Regions from separate parts of the Sus scrofa genome. Here all the other regions are linked to region 3. Evidence: chromatin contacts called from public Hi-C data. All regions are on one chromosome and are shown on one strand. Each heading gives the region's core, a stretch centred on a gene start, on an enhancer-like site or on the middle of the called end of the contact. The rest is flanking DNA. Distances are from core to core; before and after follow the strand shown.

Region 1 (4,165 bases), core at 742-3,241, 240 kb after region 3:
AGGTGTCTCTTTCCTGAGGTCTAGGGCACCTGCTCTTCCTTCTGTTTGCTATCCCCTCCGCAATCATTCAGGTCTCAGCTCAAAGGTCGTTTTCAGGAACAGCTTTACTGAGCAGTCCCGTCCCCAAGTCATATGCTCCCATATGTATGCCCTCTTAAAAAAAAAGAAAGAAAGAAAGAAAAAAAAATGACTTCACTTTTTTAGAGCAGTTTTAGGTTCAGGGCAAAATGGAGAGGAAGATACAGCAGGTCTCCTTTTAAGGCTGACCGTACCTGTCACTGAATGATCACTTGCTTGCTAGCTCTTTGCCCCGCCCCTATGATAAACATCTGAACTTCTTTTTCTGCATTTGGGGAACTTCCTACCTTATAAGTTTGGGGGTTAGAGAATGCCAGAGCCTGACTCCCATTTTTGAAGTTTCAAAAGCCAGAAGTTGGTTCTTCCAGCTTTGCTGGAAGTCAGGGCCAAGACTTAGCCAATCAGGACGCCCACCTAGGGCTTTGAGTGTGAAGCTGGCGACCTGGACAGCAGTAACTTCACTCTGGTGGTTTCAGGAACTGTGAGGTGTAGTGACAGTGGCAGACAGGGTCCCAAGCAAGTGATGGAAGACGCAGTGTCCATGGCTACCAAGGTCAGCGGCCACACAACAGTGGCCTTCTGGGCTGGTTCTGTCTGTGATACTGGCTCTATTACAGGCTCGCTTTATGCCTGCCTATTTTGTCAGCTTTGTGATCCTATCTTCCTGGTCATTCTGTGAGCTGTACAACGGCCTTACAACATATGCTTTTTCTGCTTAAATCAGCCACTCTGTTCCTTCCAGCTAAGAACCCTGACAACCATAGCAGAGGCCATATTTATCCCACTCGACAATGTCAAAAGGCTTTGTAGGCAATTTGTTTGCATGTCTCTCCTATAGACTGGAAGGTCCTGAAAGCAGCCAACTTTACTTAATCACCTTCCTATCTCCAGGTAAGTGCTGGGAGAATAAACACTAAGTGAATGGATGGACTGTGCTGATAGCACTGATTCTTACCAAGGCTCACCCAACCACGTGACTTAACTGAGCACAGCCCTTACTACGAATAAGACGCTGCTCCAGCTTTCAGAACTTCTCAGACCGGGAGCAGGCAAGTGGATTTTTACAAAACCAGGTGACAAGTCCTGGAGCAAAGGCAGGTAAAGAACAGAAAACAAGAGATTCCCTGACCTGAGTCAGAGAAGGCTTCTTAGAAGGACCAACCAAATGGATTTGGTGATGATGCCAGGTCAGTGGCCAAGAGAGAGGAGGCGGGATCTGGGGAGAACTAGCAACTAGTGGGAATAACAGGAGCAGGAGCTCAGGGCAGGCTAGGAGGCGCAGGTGCAGAGTAGCAGAGCTCAGCAGGGTCAAGCATAGGGCCATAGGGCCGAAGGCGAGGGGGGGCCGGCCTGGGTTGTGCAGGGAGCAAGGTGCTCTTAGCAAGAAGAGCAGCATTCCTGGCCTAGGCCTGCATTCCTAGGAGGCCTTGAGAGAGCATCTGCTCAAATTTTGGCTCCCTCGACTGCAGAGGGGCACAGGACGTTGCAGGGGCTGGGCAGGAAGCACTGACTGACCTGCAAACGGGCCACACAATAGAACTCGGCGGAGGGGTTTCGGAGGTGAATCCGCTCCATCAGCAGATTGCTGCCATAGGCGAAGTAGAGAAAACTCTCCTCTTCCTGGCCTCCGCGGTCCTCGCCGCCGGAGTTTGCCATGTCCCACCAGACGCCTGCACGGACCTGGGTCGGCAGCGGGAATGTGTGGAGAGAACTACGAGCACAGCTCGGTGGCCGATGACCCCAGTCCAAGGACCGCGCCGGCTCGCCGCAGCCAGAGGTTAAGGGAAAGGCGGGAAGCGGGGGTCGGGCAAGTCGCCTGAGAGCACCCTTCTGATTGGCTTCCAATACGCAACGCTGTGAGCCGATCCCTCTGATTGGCTAGCCCGCCTCCTCTACGCTCTCGAGGGGATTCTGTAAGGTTCTGCGCTGAGACTAGCCGGAGCTGATTCTTCACCCGATACCCTCCCCTGTTGTCCCGCCCCCGTGCTCAAGGCTCCCTCTCTGATTGGCAAGTGGGCGGGCACTACGCGGGGGCGGGTCAGGTCCTGTGAGCTCCGTTTGCGGGGGCGTGGCGCGCGGGTCCCAGCCAGGTTTTCTCAGTGTTCGGCTGTCCTAGTGTGGTTTTCGACAGATGTGAAACTAAACGCCGGCTCTGGCAAACGCAGGTCCTTCACTCTGCAGTTTGCTTCTATCCCGCCCTCCAGGTTTGGAGGAGTCAGGACCGGCGTGTTCACCGCAGACGCTGGTTCTTGCACCCCCAGGCCTTATCCTCTCCCTGATACTTTTTCTGAGGACCTCAGGCTTCCTGGAAAATCTCCTCTGAGTGTCAGGGGCTCCCTTCTTTGATGGAACCAGCATGCCAGCTTCAAATCCTGGAGCTGCTGTTTGTTGGACATGTAACCTCAGACACATCTCAAGTCCCCGGTTCCTCCTTTTATTTTATTTTATCATTATTATTATTATTATTTATTTAATTTTTTTTTTTTTTTTTTTTTTTTTTTTTTTTTGCCTTTTCTAGGGCCCCTCCCGCGGCATATGGAGTTCCCAGGCTAGGTGTTCTGCAACCTACACCACAGCTCACGGCAACGCTGGATGGTTAACCCACTGAGCAAGTCCAGGGATGGAACCCACAAGCTCATGGGTCCTAGTCGGATTCGTTAACCACTGCGCCACGATAGGAACTCCCCCATTTCCTCCTTTTAAAAGAAAGATCATGTTATAATCACAAGTTATATAACATAAAGTATGATCCCATGTCTCATATGGGATCGTATATGGGCTGTTATAAATATTTTTGAGTACTTTTGTTAATGTTACTAGGTGCAAAAGCTCCAGTGTAAAAATATAGAAATTAATAACAATGACATTAAAAGCCTGTATTGTTAACTTTGAGATGGAAATATTAATATGAACTCAGGGCCTAGAAGCATTAACTATCCTTGGCACCCAGACTTTGATCTCTAAATACTACTTCCCACTAAAAGGTACCCAGGGCCCTTGGAGAAATGGCTGATGCCAGGTCAAGAGCTGGGAAATAATAGAAACACTTGGAACATCTTGTAAAGGAAAGTCAGGAGGTATTAAAAAATGAGGTCATGGAGGTCCCGTCGTGGCACAGCGGAAACGAATCCAACTAGGAACCATGAGGTTGTGGGTTCCATTCCTGGCCTTGCTCAGTGGGTTGAGTATCTGGCATTGCCGTGAGCTGTGGTGTAGGTCACAGACGCGGCTCGGATCTGGCATTGCTGTGGCTCTGGGGAAGGCTGGCAGCTACAGCTCCGATTGCTCCTCCATATGCCCCAAGTGCGGCCCTAAATATACAAACAACAACAACAAAAATGAGGTCCTTTAGGAGATGGAAGCCAGCTTGGAACAATGCCCCCTGGCCAAAGTTAGAACAATTTTAAGCATCAAAAATAAGAATTGCAATTGGTTAACAATGTCAAACATATAAAGGTCATTTCTCCCGAAGAGTAAACCAAATCTAAAAAAAAACAGCAGCTCAAAAAAAAAAAAAACCTCCTTCATAGTACTGGTATAACTATTACACCAACTCTTTCCTCTGAAAAGTGGTAATTTAAGAAAACATTTATTCTGTTTTTCTAGTTGCAGGTGTATTTCAGGGTAACCAACTGTCCCCCGTTGATGAGCAAAGAGTTCTCTTTACAGAAGTATGCCAGCTAAATAATGTAAAATGAATGATGGAATTAGAAATTCACCACTTTGCAGTCCCTAATGAAATTATTGGTTCATGCTGGGATCATCAATGAAACCAACTGGTAAAAGTGTGCCAGGGAACCAGACATTCAGATAGAGCCAAATGACCCTCACTCCCACCCCAGGGATTACTTGCCAGTAATCAGGGGAAAAACCATAATGACTATGGAGAAATCTGGCCCCTCCCACCCTAACCTCAGTTGATTTTATCATCACTAAAATTGGACCAACCTGACATTGTGTGTCTCCTGATGTGATATAATATGAAGCACCAGCATTATTTGTGAAATATTGTTTCCAAAAATCTTTAACCTCAGTATAATCGAGCAGGAACTACAAGGATAGAAGGAAACCATCAGAAAAATCCAGA
Region 2 (3,718 bases), core at 1,051-3,550, 250 kb before region 3:
ACAGTTTTGGCACACTTCTTGCCGAATCCTTCATGGCTAAAGGATTTAGGCTATTTACCACATAGGCTGTGGTTCTCAAAATGATGAATACGCTTTTTAAACTGATCATTAGATGGTACTTCTTTATAATACTCAGAGTTAGCAGTACTGGCCATTTACATGGAGGCTGCCTGACAATATTCCTGTCTTCAGGTACTAGAACTTTAGTAGCAGAGTGCTAATTAATATCCCGATGTTCCCACCGAAATCCACACAGGCTTTTGGTTCTGAGACCTGAAATAGATCAGCCTGGATCTAAAAGAGATCATACCAAAAATTAAAATGTAAAGGAAAGTTTCGGAAGGCAAATCATAATATCATTTAATGTCCACTGTGGCTCTGGCCTTGTTGACAAAAAGATAAGACTGTTGAGAAGTCTATGGCAAGCCGGCATCTTGGAACTTTTTGCCATTGACTTTAAAATGTCATGACAGATCAGATCTGAATGCCCAGTAATGGCAGTTGATCAGAAGATGAGGTCGAGGGAGTGCCTGTTGTGGTTGAGTGGCTCATGAACCCAACTAATATCCATGAGGATGCAGGTTTGATTCCTGGCCTTGCTCAGTAGGTTAAGGATTCAGTGTTGCCATGAGATGTACATCGCGGACACAACTTGGATCCCATGTTGCCGTGGCTGTGGTGTAGGCTGGCAGCTGTAGCTCCAATTCGACCCCAGCCCAGGAACTTCCATATGCGACGGGTGCAGCCCTAAAAAGAGAAAAGAAAAGAAAATGAGGTCTAGGATGGGCCATGAAGCTTTGCTGCTTTAGTTCAGGCTGCTCTTTCCACCTGGTGTCCTTCCTTCCTCATTCTCTACCTGGGAAACCTCCAGCCACCCATCTTTCAAGACCCACCTCAATTATGATCTCTCAGAAGGTGTTCTTTCCCCATCTCTCAGAGCATGATAAATTCCAGAGTCCGTGCTTCGTGAGCACTTTGAACATTCTGAACTTTACAGCTGTCTTCCTCCCCCCTGTACTCAGTGTCCTGCTAGAGGACAAGAACCCAGTCTTAGTCATCTCCGCATCCTCAGGGCCTGCCTTGGGGCTGCTCAGTAAAGATTTGATAGATGGAGATGAATGAATGGTGAGGACAGAGAGAAGCCAGATGTTTTAAATCCACCTAGGGTCAAGCACAGGGCCTAACATAAAGAAATGTTCAATGAATACTTTAGGGATGGAATCCGAGAATCAAGGCCTGATGGGAAATCATTACACTTACAAAACTTTTCCCTGTTGCAATTTCTTTCTTTATAAAACAGAAATAAGGACAGTGTAACCATCTGAAAATCTTTCACTGTAGGTATTGGATTAATCTTCCATAACCACACCCACACCCATCAATGAGGTCTTTGAATTTCTAGAAAGAAACAATGAAACAAATAATGTCCCTGTGCCTTGACCAAAATGTCACCAGGCCAAAAGTTAAATAGGTCAGTGGACTACTGTTAACATATCCTACCACAAGCAAATAAATAATTGTGTATTCTGCTCATGAAAGGGCTATGAAAAGTTTAATTTCACCTTTACCAAAGAAAAATGGAATTGAGTTATTTTCCCTCAGGAACAAGAGAAATGAGAATGCCTTTATGTCTTTTCCACTTATTGCCTATTTATACACCTAGATATTTCTACAGGATTTCAGAGATTCTAGCTCTAATTTTTACAATAAAAAAATTTATCGTTTTATCCTGACCACGTTTCCAGTAAGACCTTCAAAGGCCTTGTTATATAAGATTGACTTTAACCAATTCCTTTCCCCAAAGAGAGAAATTCGATATTTTAGTTTTTTAAAAGGGAGATAACGCTGGTACACGCTACTGTTCCTGCCCAAGAGCTGGCCTAAGTGGGTGGGTTCTTTACTTCTTTACCTGCAGGGTATAATTACTTACGTGGAGTGAAATAAGGAGCCGTCCTTTTCTAAGTAGCCTTCATAGTGGACCAGCATCAAATCCCCCCCTTTGGTCTTGCGATGGCAGATGAATGGCTTCTGGAGCACTTCAATCTTCACTTCTGGTTCAGGGATCAGAGCCCCGCTCGAAGAAGTGACTAACAGCGTCAGGACCGCGTTCCACAAGAAAAGCCTCATGTTGCCAGAGCAGGAAAGAAGTTCCTAGAAAAACAGAGAAAGGGCCCCCGACCTCATAGAGTTAAAAATGTAGTTGAAAGCTTAGGACAACAGCCTCTGGCAAGTTCATAACTCTCCCTCCCAGTAGACGTGGCACATTCACTACGGACAACTTTCCCGTGCAACTTCGAACTGGTTTCTAAAGAGTTAAACCCAAGCCCGGGCCTGACTGGCTCCAACCACGCGGACGCCTGGGCAGGGCGGCCTCTTATTGGCTAGTGGAGCTGTCTCTCGGGCGACTCTCGAACCAATGACTCTACAACCATGTAATTTACCACCCGGTAGCCCAGGGGAGAACCACCCGGAGTGGTCCCGGAGCCCGACAGACTACAGAATTCCTCTACCTGGCACTTTAAGAAAGGGGTGGGGCGCGGAGCTCACCGGAAACTTCTCAGGCAAAGTCACGGCTGCGGAGAACCTGGCTTCAGTGAGAAGTCGTGGACCCAGGTGAAACAGCAGAGGTTTAAGGAAAGACTCCTTTGCTCTCATAGTTGGTGCGGTCCCCCTCCCCCATAGTAATTGCTTATTATTTAATTTACGGTGCAATCGATAAAGACTTTAGCAGTGCTTTTGGTTTCACAAAGTGCATTCCTGTGTTTGACGCTCACTACCCTGCGGGTAAGGCAGATTCTTTTATTCCATTTAAAAGATGAGCATATATAGGCTAGGAGAGGTTGTGTCCTGCTTAAGGTTGTTGAGCGTCAAAAGCCGTTGAGCTCCGCCGTCAAACCAGGTATTGTGATGTATTGTGCATCACTGCATTATGTTACGGCTGCTAATAATTTATCATCTAAATGACCTTAGTGTAGAGAGTCAATAATAGCCTCTATCAAGAATAAGTGCAGACCATAGTTCCCGTTGTTGCTCAGCTAACTCGACATTATATCTGAGAGGATGCGGGTTGGGTCCCTGGCCACGCTCAGTAGGTTAAGGATCCAGCACTGCCACAAGCTGTGACATGGGTTGCAGATGCAGCTGGGATCTGGCGTTTCTGTGGCTGTGGCCAGGGAGCTTCCATATGCTGCAGGTGCGGCTCTAAAAAGAAAAACAAAACTCGAGAGAGAGTGCAGATCTCGGCCTTAAAGAAATAGTAATCACATTTACGAGTTACACAAGCTCAACTTAGTTTAAAATTTTTAGTTTTACATTGTTCTCATAATTTCAAAAGCAATACGTGTACATTGTAGTCGAGTTGGAAGAAACTGGAAAGCACTAGAATTCCCAGTTAAAAAACAGGAGCCACATTAAATTTGAATTCCAGATAAACGAGTTGATTGTTCTTTGTTTTTATTTGCTAAATCTGGCAGACTTTCACTAAAGAAAAAGAAAGAAAAAAGATTTCCTATGATACCACCATCCAGATATAATCCTCTGAACACCTTGTTGTATGCTTTTGTGACACATGCCTAAAACAATTAGGATCCTATTGTACACTGTTTCATAACCTGCTTTTCCACTGAGTCTACAGTTAACATTTTCCCTAGTCAAATATCCTTAGCACAGTGCTTTCTCACACTTTAATACGCATAGGAATCCCCTGGGAGTTCCTGGA
Region 3 (3,740 bases), core at 500-2,999:
GCTTTGCATAACACACACAATACATAGATACCTATATATTCTTCACTTGTGTAGAAACTTGATTCTCATACTTCGAAGAATGATAAAAATCATTACATAAATGACTCATTATAAATACAGAAAAAAGACAAAGTATTTATTTCTGCAGTTTGTGAAAAAATACCAGTTGCTATTATTTTCACATAGAGGACACCTCAGACATTTTAAAAGTGGGTGGGTCAGAGCAGGCTGTCCACTGGCTGTCTACAGACCATGCTTTGCCACCCCAATACCACATCACATTGAGGAACAGAGGGAGAATTTTACTGCCACTTTAGAGAAACATTAGGATTTTAACGCTGCAGATGCCCTAGGGATTTGATACAAACATCTCACGTAAGGGAACTAAGGTTCAAAAAGGTAAAATAATTTATTACATGTAATGGAGTTTTGTTCCTATACCCAGATCTGAGGTATCCTGAATCGCGTGCAGCTTTCTCTGCGCCACTGTTTTTGCCCTACCAGTGAAGATCAGGCTGGATTATCCTTAATTCTTCCAACTCCGTGCCTTCTCCACACTGGGAGTGTTTAACGGGACAGATCTTATTCAGATCAAGTTGGCTTCTGCCTCCACGGTTCTTTGTTTTGTTTTCGCTGTTTTCAGTCTTTTACCACAAGCATTGGTGAACTTCTATTTAAAAGGCACACTCAGAGCAACACCAAGGAAGAGCCTAACACCCACCCAAACTGAACGGCTTTTCAAGACAGAGGATTCCCAGTCCCAGTTGGACAAAGGTGAAGTAGACACAAAGTCCGGTCCAGCGTCCGAGGTCCACGTGCGGGAGGAGGCACCGCCCTCCAGCTGGCACCTTGCCGCCAATCAGAGCAGGCCCTTCGGTGAAGGAGGGGGCGCGCCCTGTGCGGGAGGGCGGGGCCAGAAACCTGTCTATCACCGAATCCGCTGTGGCAGCACCTACCACACCAAGGCACCTAGGCGAGATGGGGCCCGAGCGGGAAGGCCGCGGCCGGCGGGGGCGGGGTCCGGCTGGCGGGAGCCAATCCGACAGGCGGCACCAGGGGGCGGGGGCGGGGTCACCGCGTACGACCCAAATACACGGGTCCCGGCGCACCGTGGAGCCGTGCTGCGCCTTCGCCTTCCGGTGCGAGGGCCGGAGAACCGCCTCCTCTACCCTCCTGGGCACCGCAACCTTCGAGGCCCAGACCCTCCCCTCCCGCCCCTCCTTCTAGGGGGAGCGCGGTGACGGTTGCCGGGAGGCGCGCGCCGCCCCCCTCCCCTTCTGCGTCCTGTCCTCACGCGCCACCCGTTTTTCCTCCTTCTCGGTTAGTAACAGCTGGGTGGCTGGGGGAGGAGGGAAGGTGGCCCCAGCGGAGTCTGGGCGGGCGCCTCCCACTCAGCCGCGAGCCGCCGTGGGAACAGGAGGATGGCGGCGATAGCGGCGGCCGCCCGGGAGGAGGCGGTGCCGAGGCCCCGGGCGCAGAGCGCGGAGGCAGCAGAGAGCGGCAGCGGCTCGTCTCGGCGCCCCAGAACCGAAACCAGCTGCAGCCGCGCAGCCACCTGAGCCGCCGCTCCCGCCAGCAGCCCGGGAGCGGCGCCCGCGGGAGCCGAGACCTGCTTCATCTCCGCCTCTTCTCGTCTCCCGCGCCCCCCGTCAAGCAGCCAGTCTTGCTCGCCGCCCCCGAGGAGAGCGCGCCGGGCGCGACCGCCCCTCGGGGCGCGGGGCGGCGGCCCTGGACGTGCGGACTTCTCTCTGCGCCGGCCCCGGCGCCTCGGCCCTCCCCTTTCGCTCCCGCGCTCGCTCCCGCCCTCCCGGCGCTCCGGGCGCCGCGCGCGGGCCCGGCCCGGGGCAGGGCGGACATGGGAGCCAAGCAGAGCGGCCCGGCCGCTGCTAACGGCCGCACCCGTGCGTACTCGGGCTCGGATTTACCTTCCAGCAGCAGCAGCAGCGGAGGGGCCAACGGGACCGCAGGCAGCGGGGCGCGGGCCGCGGCCGCCGGGAGATTGCCGGCTCAGGTGCCCGGCGCGCACCAGCCTAGCGCCTCCGGCGGCGCCGCGGCGGCCTCGGCGGCCCCGCGCAGCCGCTCCCTCGGCGGGGCGGTGGGAACCGTGGCGTCGGGGGCCCGCGCGGCGCAGTCCACCTTCAGCATCCCCAATAGCAGCAGCGGCCCGTACGGCTCGCAGGACTCGGTTCACAGCAGCCCGGAGGACGGCGGCGGCGGCGGCAGCGGCGGCGGCAGGGACCGGCCGGCGGGCGGGGGCCCCGGCGGGCCGCGCCTGGTGATCGGCTCTTTACCAGCTCACCTCTCGCCGCACATGTTTGGAGGTACGGCCCCTTCCCTCCTTGGCTCCCGGCTCCCGCAGGCGGCACGTGGGCCGCGGCTGCGCTTATTTTTACCCTTCTCCTTCCCTCCTCCAGCCTGAGCGCAGGCGGATCGCCTCGCGGCCCGGCCGGGTCTGGTCACCCCTCCTGGGAGCGGGGGTGGGGGGCGGGAGATCGCCCCTTCGCCCCTGCAGCACCGCTACCGCGCGACCCTGGCGTTTGGTTTTTAAACACCGCGTGCACCTTCACCTCAACGCGGCTCCCCGGTACAGTAAGCCCTTGTTTACCCCCGGAGGTGAAGGGAGCGAGTGCTGTTTTAAAAACAAACCGACGCAACAGCCCTGGTGCTTGTGGTTTTTAGTAGCAGGAAGTCAGGAGAAGACCCGTTGCTAAATGTAGTTCTAACTGGGGACTCGAGTGGCGAGCAGTTTTTAAAGGCCGAAAGCCAAAGGGGTCTCAAATGAACAGAAGAGTATTTGAAAAAGAAGGGAGTTACTGCCTTTGGAGTGACTGTTAATATACAACTATAATTCTTATGTCTGTGTAAATAGTCCCACCTACTGCGTACACTTTAATTGGCTGAATGTGTTAATGAAAAGTATATTTTTAACCCCGGTAAAGTGTTACCTTGGGTAATGGTTCGTGTGCGTCCTGCTGAAAAGAAATTGAGAACAGTTTCTTAAGGAGAGAAACTAGTCATTATCACAACTCTGCCTACAAGATGCAGTAAAAGCCTAGTTGCTTTTGAAAAGCGATGTTCAGTGAAGTTCAGGGAAAGACACTTGTGCAAAGTGGAAATTTCAGTAGCAAACAGGAAGAAGGGTGCACCTGATCTGAGGAAAGTGAATTCCACCTCTTCAGTGGTGTTTTATGGTGATCTCCTTTTTGTCAGTATGGGTAATGCTAAATGAATTAAAGACACTCTCCCTTCCTGTTTCATGAAAAGAAGTCAAATCTGGTTAGGAATGAGAACTATAGATGAAAAACATTTCCGTATCATTGATTGCATTATGCATCATAATAATACTACTTACATTCACAGTTGAGCCCAGATGAATCGTGAAAATACCGTCTTCACCATTTTTGTGCCTCTTTTACTCTTGTTTATAAATGTGAGAAATGTGAGTAGGTAGTTGGTGGAGTGGAATGTTCAATAATGTTCTGTGTTATCAACATTCACGTTAGCATAAATTAAACATGGGAATGACATTTAGTTTTTCCATCTTTTTAGTACTGCTTTACATGTTCAAAATATACAACTCTTTAATTACCTTACTTTAGTTGCTTGTTATAAAGTGACTTTTACTATGTAACTAAAAATACTGACGTTTCCGAAGTTTGGCCTGTAAAAAAAAAAAAAAAAAGCCTTCATTGAGAAAAAGAACCAGTGCTGTCTGTACTGTGATTGGATCATAATTAACA

Evidence for each region. A called contact is a pair of places that touch in the nucleus more often than the background predicts.
Region 1: a Hi-C map of liver shows a contact between it and region 3, with 1.8 times the contacts expected there. The contact joins the promoter of GGCT here to the promoter of ZNRF2 in region 3. A contact is called at or near these places in 2 of 5 promoter capture datasets (fetal liver and liver), 13 of 47 Hi-C or Micro-C datasets (alveolar macrophages, blood, embryonic fibroblasts and 7 more) and 2 of 2 datasets of contacts at active chromatin or transcription factors (alveolar macrophages and skeletal muscle).
Region 2: a Hi-C map of skeletal muscle shows a contact between it and region 3, with 3 times the contacts expected there. The contact joins the promoter of FKBP14 here to the promoter of ZNRF2 in region 3. A contact is called at or near these places in 1 of 5 promoter capture datasets (liver), 7 of 47 Hi-C or Micro-C datasets (alveolar macrophages, embryonic fibroblasts, heart right ventricle and 2 more) and 1 of 2 datasets of contacts at active chromatin or transcription factors (alveolar macrophages).

What each region holds. Positions count from the first base shown.
Region 1 is chr18:42,408,560-42,412,724 of Sscrofa11.1, reverse strand. GGCT (gamma-glutamylcyclotransferase) reads right to left here and starts at 1,991. Exons shown (of 3, transcript XM_003361377.3): 1 at 1,594-1,991. The coding sequence starts at 1,734.
Region 2 is chr18:42,901,682-42,905,399 of Sscrofa11.1, reverse strand. FKBP14 (FK506 binding protein 14) reads right to left here and starts at 2,300. Exons shown (of 4, transcript NM_001244527.1): 1 at 1,931-2,300. The coding sequence starts at 2,127.
Region 3 is chr18:42,649,923-42,653,662 of Sscrofa11.1, reverse strand. ZNRF2 (E3 ubiquitin-protein ligase ZNRF2) reads left to right here and starts at 1,749. Exons shown (of 6, transcript XR_002340314.1): 1 at 1,749-2,321.